2 separate regions of the Arachis hypogaea genome follow, and region 2 is linked to region 1. A link is a contact called in public Hi-C data. All regions are on one chromosome and are shown on one strand. The core of a region is the stretch at or near the end of the contact, and the rest is flanking DNA. Distances in the headings are between cores, read along the strand shown.

The links. A called contact is a pair of places that touch in the nucleus more often than the background predicts.
Region 2: a contact with region 1 is called in a Hi-C map of an unstated tissue, with 4 times the contacts expected there. The contact joins the enhancer-like site here to the promoter of LOC112711339 in region 1. A contact is called at or near these places in 2 of 8 Hi-C or Micro-C datasets (leaf and an unstated tissue).

Annotation. Positions count from the first base shown.
Region 1 is chr9:101,483,169-101,488,255 of arahy.Tifrunner.gnm2.J5K5, forward strand. It overlaps LOC112711339, which reads left to right and starts at 2,766. Exons shown (of 2, transcript XM_025763969.2): 1 at 2,766-2,907; 2 at 3,447-4,383. The coding sequence starts at 3,504. The coding sequence ends at 3,881. LOC112711338 (acid phosphatase 1) reads right to left here. Exons shown (of 3, transcript XM_025763968.3): 2 at 5,065-5,087; 3 at 4,603-4,955. The coding sequence ends at 4,778.
Region 2 is chr9:101,588,174-101,593,260 of arahy.Tifrunner.gnm2.J5K5, forward strand. No RefSeq gene overlaps it. Among protein-coding and RNA genes, the nearest start is that of LOC112711342, 3.3 kb to the right of the region's middle. Within about 2 kb of position 2,463, at least 3 of the 3 cell types and tissues checked have open chromatin away from gene starts, as enhancers often do.

The DNA of each region.
Region 1 (5,087 bases), core at 1,516-4,015:
AATCTTTTATAATTTAATCTAAATTGTTCTTGGTCATAGGATTATTAAAAAGGACATTAATAATTCAAAAAAATCAAATATATATATATATATATATATATATATATATATATATATATATATATATATATCGGTTCTGCTACGTTACCAACAGCATATCTGCCAATTTCTACCAACTCTTATTTATAATTATGTGTTCGTAGATGTGTCTAATAAAAATGTCTATTTTATAATTGTGTTTAATAGAAGTGTCTTTATAAATATATTTTCTGGATGTGTCTCTTTATATATGTATTTAAAATATATTAATTATTAGACACATCTACGAACACACTTCCATAAAACACAAATATAAATAAGAGTTGGCAGAAGTTGGCGGATAGTATGTTGGTACCCTATACTTTTCCTATATATATATATAATGGTCTTCATTGAATAAAGATTAATAGATCTCATTTATTAAATTATATATATAGATGGTGCATATAGAGATATGACCATTGAACTGACTCACTTTGAGAATTTTTAATGGTTATAATTACCGTATATTTGTCAATAGGATATTCTCAAGATGAACATAGTAACAGAGTTTCATTTGACCTGCGACTGTCATAGTAATTAACAATGTATTTATTATACTTTGATTTCGGACACCTAATACTTTAGGGTGCTAGTTGAATGGATATTGTGTATAATTTAAATACTTATAGAATTAATGATTAGTCAATAAGGAATCCGTAACTCTCGGTAAAGAGTTTGAACTCTGTGATTATAATGACCGAGATGAATAAAACATTGGTCAAGGGGATTGAATGAATGAAGAAATGAGTTTTTTATGTCATTCACAGTTCATTATAATAACGGTAACAAGTTAGAGTTTGACAATTAAACCATGCTCTAAGGGTTAGAAAGGAATTATACTTTGTTCTTCTAAGGTTCTTAGTAAAAATATATTACTTCATACTATCGGGTTGTTGAGAAGTGTTGCTAGACGCCAATCTTGATTAGTAAATTTAGTATCACTAATTTACTACCCACTTAGTATTGAACCTATGGGTCACACACTAACGAATGTTCTAATCTTTGCTGTAGAATTATTTAATTATTGTTTTGATTTAATCAAATAAATAATTATATTAATTCAATGGAATATTATTATATTCTTTGCTAGCACAAAGAATGTAATAATATAATAATTGAGAATATTAAATGAGATTTGAGAATAATTAGTTATTCTATTTTTAAATTTGGATGAGATCCTAACTGATTCTGTTTCAAATTGAGTTATGATATGATTCATAAATTTGAAGGATTCAGATTTGAAATTTCAAGATGTGATTTAAATTTGAATTGAGATTCAAATTTAAAATCAGTAATAAATCTCATACTATATATATGTATGCTAAGAGTAGAGGAAAAGATGAAAAAGAGAAAAAAAATACATGAAGTTTTATTCCTTCACCTCTACACATATAAATATATGTGAGCCTAATTCTCGAAGAAGAATTTTATGACGTGCAAAGAGTTGCAAGAAGTTTTTCAATTTAGATAAGATATCCATTGATCAAGGAGTTGACAGCAAATGTTGATTTTAGTGTGGATATACATAGCACCTTCATACCATCAAAGGAAAAAAAATTTTTACTAACGTAGTATTTAAATTTGATTTACTGTATATTATTTATTTCTAAAATAAAATTTAAGTACAAAATAGATTTTTAGGATCATCTTTTTTTTTTTTTTTCTGCATGATAAGAACACTTGTAATCCTTCATATTTATGGGACATGATGCTCTCAGCTAGAAGCAGAGTGTATCAGTGTTCCTCACCTGCAATAAACCTCCATTTCTTTAACCGCTAAGCTCATACTTAGAGAGTTTACGATTTAGAAGGTTATTGCATTAAAGTACTATTTATGTGACTTTACTTTATGGTAATATGAATTCACCATTAAAGTAGTGAATCACATACCAATTTATATACGTATCGGAAGGTCATATATATATTTCATATGAGAAAAGTTTAAGGGTAAGCAAAATTTATTGTTTTTAGTTAATATTTTTAATCATTAATTTAATTTAATAATTTTTAGTCTAGTAATTTAATAAAATATTTTTAATTTATATTTTTAAACATTGTTAATTAATTACTGATCAAAAAAATAATAAATTCAACTAATCTTATAATATTTTTCGTTGTGATATATGAGTATAAATAACTATTATCCTCAATTTTGGGGACATCTTTATAAGTTCAGTTGACAATACCGAAAAAATATTATTAAGAGTTGTCAGAGTTATGTAAAGATTAATTAATGTTTCACCAACAACCTTTAATATTTTGGAATTATGTAGAAATTAAGGTTTATTTAAATTATTGTTGTTTACATTTTTTTAATGTCTTTGGAATTAAAATTCATAAAAGAAATAATTCTAACTAATTTGAGTTAGTAAAATAGTTAGTTCACTTTTCTATCTAAAAAAATGTTAGAAAAAGTTCGAATAAAATAACTCTTGTCTAGTAAATTTTTAAATAAATTTTTAAATAAAACTCTGATTTATATCAGAATAGTTTTTAATCTACCTGATTAAAAATGCCGTTGGATAAAAAAAATGAAATAATTCTATTTTCAAATAGTAGATTTAAAAAAAAAATATTTAGAACTAACAAAAAGAACTGGTAAAAGACAGTAATTTGGATTTTTTTGCTTGATCAAAATTGTTGGTTGTTATTTGAATTGTTAGTTGTCAAACTAACTATACTAGGAGGAGGAAAAAAAGTTAGTTTAGTAGGTTAGTGTAGGTGGTGATTGGGCAAATCTGTGACAGCTTAACGCTACAACCAGCCGCTGCCTGATCTCCACCAGCCAGGCAGCCACATCTCCTTCTCCGTCTTGCTCCGCCGCAGGTAAATGCTTCCTTTCCCTTTTCGCCACTCTTAAGTCTCATATGCATCTCTTCACTCTATTCCTCATTTCTTTCTAAATATATTTACATGTTTATTCTGTAGTTCACTTTGATCCATTTCCTTTTCTATTTACTCTTTTTATTCAAAATTATTTTCAATTTGATTTGCTTTCCAGTGAAACGAACATTTTGCGGCTGAAACAGTCAAAGTTCAGGCCTTGAAAGTTGAAAGAATGCAATTGTTATTATGAATGCCTTTTAGCTGTGAACGTTCGCTGTAGCCATAATCAGACTAAAAACCCTAATAAGTGTATAATTTCAGATGTATTTTGTATGAAGTGCCAGGTTTCTAGGCTTCAATTGCTTGATAAATGGTTTTGATGTTGCATAATCATGTTGATTGTTGATAAATCAAGATATGGAGATTTATAAATGTTTGGAATTGTATTAGTAATTTTCTTTGCGATTATCCATTATGTTGATAATTGTGGTACACCACTCAAATAAGAAGTCTCATAGTTTTTATTGTTGTGTTTTAAGAGTGTGGAGCATATGATATAGAGAAGAAGGGGCAGCTGAAGTTGTATTCTCTTGGAGATGGGAGAAATTTGGTGGTCGCTTTTGGGCGCTGCAATCCCTGTGCTTGTTGCCGGACAAGCTTTTCGGCTCAAGGCAAGGCACGCAGAAGAGCAGAAGTTGAAGAGTGCAAGGGGAAGAGAAAGGAGTTCGGATGAGATCTTTGTCTGTGAAAGGGTCTGCACTTCAAAGAGGATGTTGAAGAAGGTTGGTTCGTTCTCAAAGGATCCCATTCCTGACACCTGTGTCACCGTGTGCGGTGTGTCTGATCTTGATGCATGTGCTGATGCGTGCGTGCGCACTGTTTGTGTTAACCAGCATCAAGTGCCTAACTGGAACGACATATGCCTTAGAAGATGCCAAAGTGAATGCCTGAAACTCTCTTCTCAATCTTCTTAGGGGTTAGTTGCATTTTGGGCAATCAAATGTTTATGTGTGCATGCTGAATTGTGTTTAGATGGTTAATATTTTGTTTGATCATCATCCTTTCCGGAAACTGTATGGAAATGCAAGTCAGGGTATAGTTAACTAGATTCTACTAGTTCATATAGCATTAACTTGCTGGAGATCTAAATGCTAGTTTCTTTCGCTGCTCAATTGGTGCACAACATCATAGAAAGGGTAAATTATGAAACCAATACAGAACAAGTTAGTTAAAGCTGAAAATTTCAGACAATCTGTCTTGGTTAAAACTGGCCATAGATCACGCACGTTTCCAAAAATGGTCATGTTTATATTGTTCAGGACTAGCATACACAGTTTGTAATAGAACATATAGTTATTAGTAGGGTTCATAATATCTTGTCTGAATTCCATATGAATTTACAGGTTAATGCAGTTTAGTGTTTGTAAGGGCTGCTTTCTCAGTTGAATTGATCTTTTAATGTTCTCTGTTTGTTCATATGAAACTTCTTGCAGTATGTTTCCATTTCTAGGGATTGCCTTTGGAAGCCCCCACATATTTTTTTCCCATCACTTGTCTTGTTTACTTTTGTCCAATTTTACTTTTGCCTTGGATTCTCCAATTTGTGGGAGTTCCATAGTTTTAATTAATTGATTAACTTAAGAGTATCATTCATATTGTAAAAGTAGATTGCAAACCTATAGTAGTAATGGTGGGTGCAATGAAAATCTTTATACTTTCTCCCTTGCCTCTTTTATTCCCCTTCAAAAAAAATGCACAAGATCTGAAGGAACATGATGCAAACTAATAATAACAATAGTCCTTAAAATGGTGCAACTTATAGAAGCTTCCAATGGTGAAGAAATAATGCAGCTACAAATAGATCAACACATTAGGCAACATAGTACATTGGATTTGGAAGTTTAAATGTTCTTATGCTGCTTGGAGGCCCTTGAATGCTGCTGTATTGATCACCCAAAATTCCCCAAATGCGGTAGCCATTACTAACCAGTTGTTTTCTCACATCAGATTTGTATTTTTGTACTGATACTAACTCATTAGCAGGTGCTCTGCATAGAGAAAAATAGAACAAAACACAGCAAAAAAAAATTAATGAGGAGCAAACAGAATACAGCAGTAATAGAAAAATAGAGGAAGAGCTTGATTTATAGAATTAACCTCATGATAAGACTTGTCCAACC
Region 2 (5,087 bases), core at 1,213-3,712, 100 kb after region 1:
AAGAACTTTAGTATTTTTTTCACTTTTTGCAAAATTATTTGGACATTGAAATAGATAAGTTTTGGGTTGAGTTAATTTTTTTATGAAGATTTGTGTCTATTTTTTAAATTGAGATAATTAATATTTGTGTAGAGGTCGAACAAAACTCAAGTGAAACACATATATAACTAAGATATAGTCTTAACAATAATGAATCTTTCCTAAACAAAAGCAGTGTAACGACAACTCACTATTTCCACACATGAAACAAAATATATATGAATTCAAGGAGGTCATGATGTATTTCTTTTGGTGTCTTAGGAGGCCATGATGTATGTTATTGTGGGAAACGCGTTTATATTATTCGTTTAATATGTATAATGTAGAGGCCACCAAATATATATATATATATATATATATATATATATATATATATATATATATATATATATATATATATATAATCTAGAATAGTTAGTTTTAGATTATGATTGACAAAGAAATGTTTATATTTTTAAGTCCGAGTCATCTTTCCAACAACCAATTTGAAATTTGAAATAAACAAAAAGAAAGCACAGTTCATAGGAATGACCTAACTTGTTGGTTTCCCTTGCTATATTCATAATTTCATATTATATGATATATTTTTTGTCTTCTTCACAAGAGCCTAATTGTCATAGTAGTAGTCCAAGTCTAATAGATATATATATTAAAATATTCGTATGTGGAGGGATCCAAAAATTTCAAATCAAAGAACACGATTTTTCATTATTGTACTACTAGTATTCCAATAATAATAATGTTCTTCGCCAATAAAACACGTAACTTTCAATTACGATTTAACAGGGAAATGCCAATCATATACACCATTTTGTGCCATTGTACGCATCAATAAAAACCAAATTCTTATCTCAAATATATTGTAAATTCAAAACATGCACATAATGAAGTTCATTTAGAGAAGCTTCTGCGTGCTACTTCTCTTTGCGTGACGTGTTGGTTTATTATTCTCCTTCATTGAAGTATGTTGTCTGCCACTAAATATATTATCAATCCTTAATTAGACTAAATTAAATTAGCATGTTCATATTGCCTTAATTAATTAACAAGTGACATGGAAAATATTGGTTCATTAGGAATGAAACGACGTGGATGCATGGCACTCTGTAATATGTATGACAAAAGAAAAGTTATATATCCTATAAATTTATTGTACCTCTATTATATATATTATACATATACTATACTATAATATTTTACATTATAATTTCTATAAATTTTAAAATAAATTTTATTTGACCCAAACTTTATGAATAAAAACAATACTTCATATTTATCTTTATTTTAAAGTTACTTTTCAATAAGATTATTTTCTCTACTAGTCCAAACTTTCAAGTTTCAATAAAGTATGTTTAGAAAACTTGGTACAATGAAAAGGATAACAAGTTGTTAGTATGACATAAAGAAAGAACAATTAACTTAGATGAACCAAGGAGGCATAGACAAAAAATAAAGGTGCTGCCATATTTGGCTCTTTGCCCTTGAAATTAACATGATATAGATTTAACAAAAACTGGAAGCAAGCAACTTAATTGGTGTTAGATGAGATACACTAATTTCAAGGATATAGCTAGACTCTGGTTAAGAATACAGAAATGGAAATACCTTTTTTTTATTTTTTTTTTTTTTGTCTTGACACACTCAGGAGTATTTAAATCAAATCTGATCCAATTCAAATAAAAAATTATTTAAAATTGTGCTAATTTAAATTTAATTAAATTTTATTTTTTGTAAATAGCATAGATCAAATCGAATTTAAATTCTACTTCTCAAAAATCAAAATCGATCCAATCCAAACCGAACAATCTGTTATAATATTATTATATTATTATTATATTTATAATTTTATTTATAATATTTTAATTTGTTATAATTTTTATATTATTCATATATTATTATTATTTAATAAATATTTTATGTTTAAAATAAAATTTATTTATTTATTTTAACTAATCTATAATTTTATTTCTATTATTATATTATTGTTAATTTTTAAGATATTGTTAAAAATTTATTATATTATTGTGGGTCATTTAAAATTTGATATTAAAATTTGTTATGTATATTTAATTTTAAAAAATTAGATCAAATTCTTAAAATTAGATTGAATTTTTTTAAAAAAAATTATTCAATCTAAATCGTATCACAAATAAAATTAATGTTCAGATAGAATAAATTTTCGTCTCAAAATTAATTTAAACCGCAGTGCCAACACCCCAAAACACACTCACACACACGCACTACATCATTGAGGCATATAAAGCCTCAAAGCCATGATTTGTATTTCAGTGACATTTTTTTTTTGTCCTAGTGACATTGTTTTTCTTTGTATTTCTGGTCATGTTTTTCAACACACCTTTGGGTCCATACTCAAATACTCAAGTTATAAAATATAGGCCCATGACTCAAATACTCGAGTTCTCTGTAAGGAAAAAAGCCACTGAACATATATACGTGTCCAAGAAAAAAAACCTGGAAAATATATAGAGGAATATTCGTTTAGACCAAAAAAGAATGAAAGAAGAATATTGGTTGCAATGGCAATTGGCAAGCAAGGCATTAGCTGAGTCAAGGAGAAATAATTTGTCACAGATTAAAATTCTATTTAAGAGTTTTTTATTATTATAATTTAATGTTATAATTCTCAATAGAAATATCATTAGCAAAGAATATTATTTTCATATAAAATGACTATTATATTGAAAATATATATTTTTGAACAGTTTATCATAATTATTATTACCATTAAAAAAATTATTATATATGAAATAGTTGTTTTCATTATTTTATTTTAAACAACTACATGCAGCAAGAAAATTTTTTATAATTATAACTCAAAAGATTGATATGTCGAACCAATTTTTTCTATGCCACATGTTTGGAAAAATTTAGAAGGAAAGGAAGATTGATGGCAGATAAAAGGTATTCCTTTCTAATATATATATAATCACTTAGGCCATAATTGTAATGGTAGAAGAATTAGATGCAATTTCTTTCAAAAGTTAACTCATGACCTAATCACCATAGTTAGTTAATACTTAATTAATGAATTAATTAGACAAACAACCAAAATGCGATTAGGAGAGGGTATGAAATTCAAAGCCTCCATGTGCTTGTAACTCGTAAGGTTCTCGATCGACTTGATCAGAAACTTTTGGCAATAATATAATCTAACTCTAATATTTTATTGTATATATAGAATCGGCGCTGTATAATAATGCATATAATAATGCTGACATGGCATGGAATGTGCTTGAAGGGTGTATTGACATATGGCTGATGACAAATTATTCTTACTAAATTATGTATTAAGCAGGATCTGAACTCAATGGGATCAGCTTAATAAGAGAACTTTAGCATTTTTACGGAAAACTATATATAATTTATCCTATTATAATTATTAAGTCTTAAGAGTTTTAGATTGTTTTTTATAACATTTTAATAAAAATAAAATGAGAGTCATATAAAAACGTCTAAAATATTTTATTTTTAAAATATTTTTTAGTAAATAAAATTTAATATATATAATCAATTAAACTGTATTATTTTTATTAAAATTAAACCAGACAATTAATTTGACCTAAAAAATAGTGAATTAAATTTTTAATTAGTCTAAATTAATATTATTTTATATAAAGAATTATTATAATACTCTTATTATAAAAAATGACTAAAATACTTTTATTATATATATATATATATATATTAATTTTGAAAATCCTAAATTCTATCCCTTTATTTCTCTGCCGTCATAGAGTTAGAATTTAGAATTCTTAAAATTAATATATATATATATATATATATATATATATATATATATATATATATATAATATGAGTATTTTAGTTATATTTTATAATAGGGATATTGTAGTTATTTGTTGGGTATTTTTGGACTCCCTTCTTATGTGGAGAAAAAGTCCAAATGTTAGTATCCAAACTCATAAATAGTTGAAATAGCTGAGGTGAGTTAGGGTTGAATGAGAGAGATCTCATTTGTAAGAAGAACACCAAACACTAGAGAGAAGAGAAGAGAGAAAGTCATTTTCGCACATATACAAAGCTATCTTTGTAAATTAGTCGCTGCAGATTCGTTAACCATTGGATCAAGCTCAAATTTGGACAGTATGTTCTACACACTTAGTTCTTTGTTTTCACCGTTCGAATCTTCGATTCGATGTCTGTAGCTGGAGATATTTGCCATGCACAGCTGTTCTGTTTTTGTGGTATTTTCATCTTCTTGTTCTTGTTTTGTAAGTTTTGAAGTTTGGGTTGTTTGGCTTGTTATATGCACGTTTTGTGCAGTAATTTGTGACTCTTTTGTACCCTATTTTTCATCATAGTGAAACTATTTTCTGGTCTTGGTGACCCGTGGTTTTTACTTCTCTCATTGAGGAGGTTTTTCACATTAAAATCTTGGTGTGTTAGCTTGTCTCTAATTTATGGTTTATGTGATTTTTCTGCTGTTATTGGGTATTATTGTGCTGGTGTTAATACTTGTTGCGAGTGAATATTGTTGCTCCTCTAATTCTTGTAAGTAGAAAATTGTGTGTTTTATTCCTGTCATTATTTTTTATAAAAAATATTAATTTAGACCGATTCAAAATTTAATTTATTAGTTTTTTTTTGCTAAACTGATTTATTCGATCTAATTTTAATAAAAATAATACAATTTAATCGATTATATATATTAAATTTTCACTATTAAAAAACATCTTAAAAAAAATATTTTTTACATCTTTATCTGAGTGGCTTCAAAAAAAAATTCACTCTTCAAATATAGAATCAAGATAATTAAAATATTGATTTATCTCTTAAAATTCACTTGATACTTTTGTCACAATTATTTCATTTTATATTCTTTCAAATGAATTATCCAAAAGATCTCCAAGTACGTTCAACTTTAATGTAACAACATTTATTTATTATGGATACATTTTGATATATAATAATTAATAAAATTCATTTATAATTTTATGTTATATTTTTTGTATTCTCATTTTTAATCTTTTTTTATTTTTTCTAATTATCTCCAAACGCAAACAACTA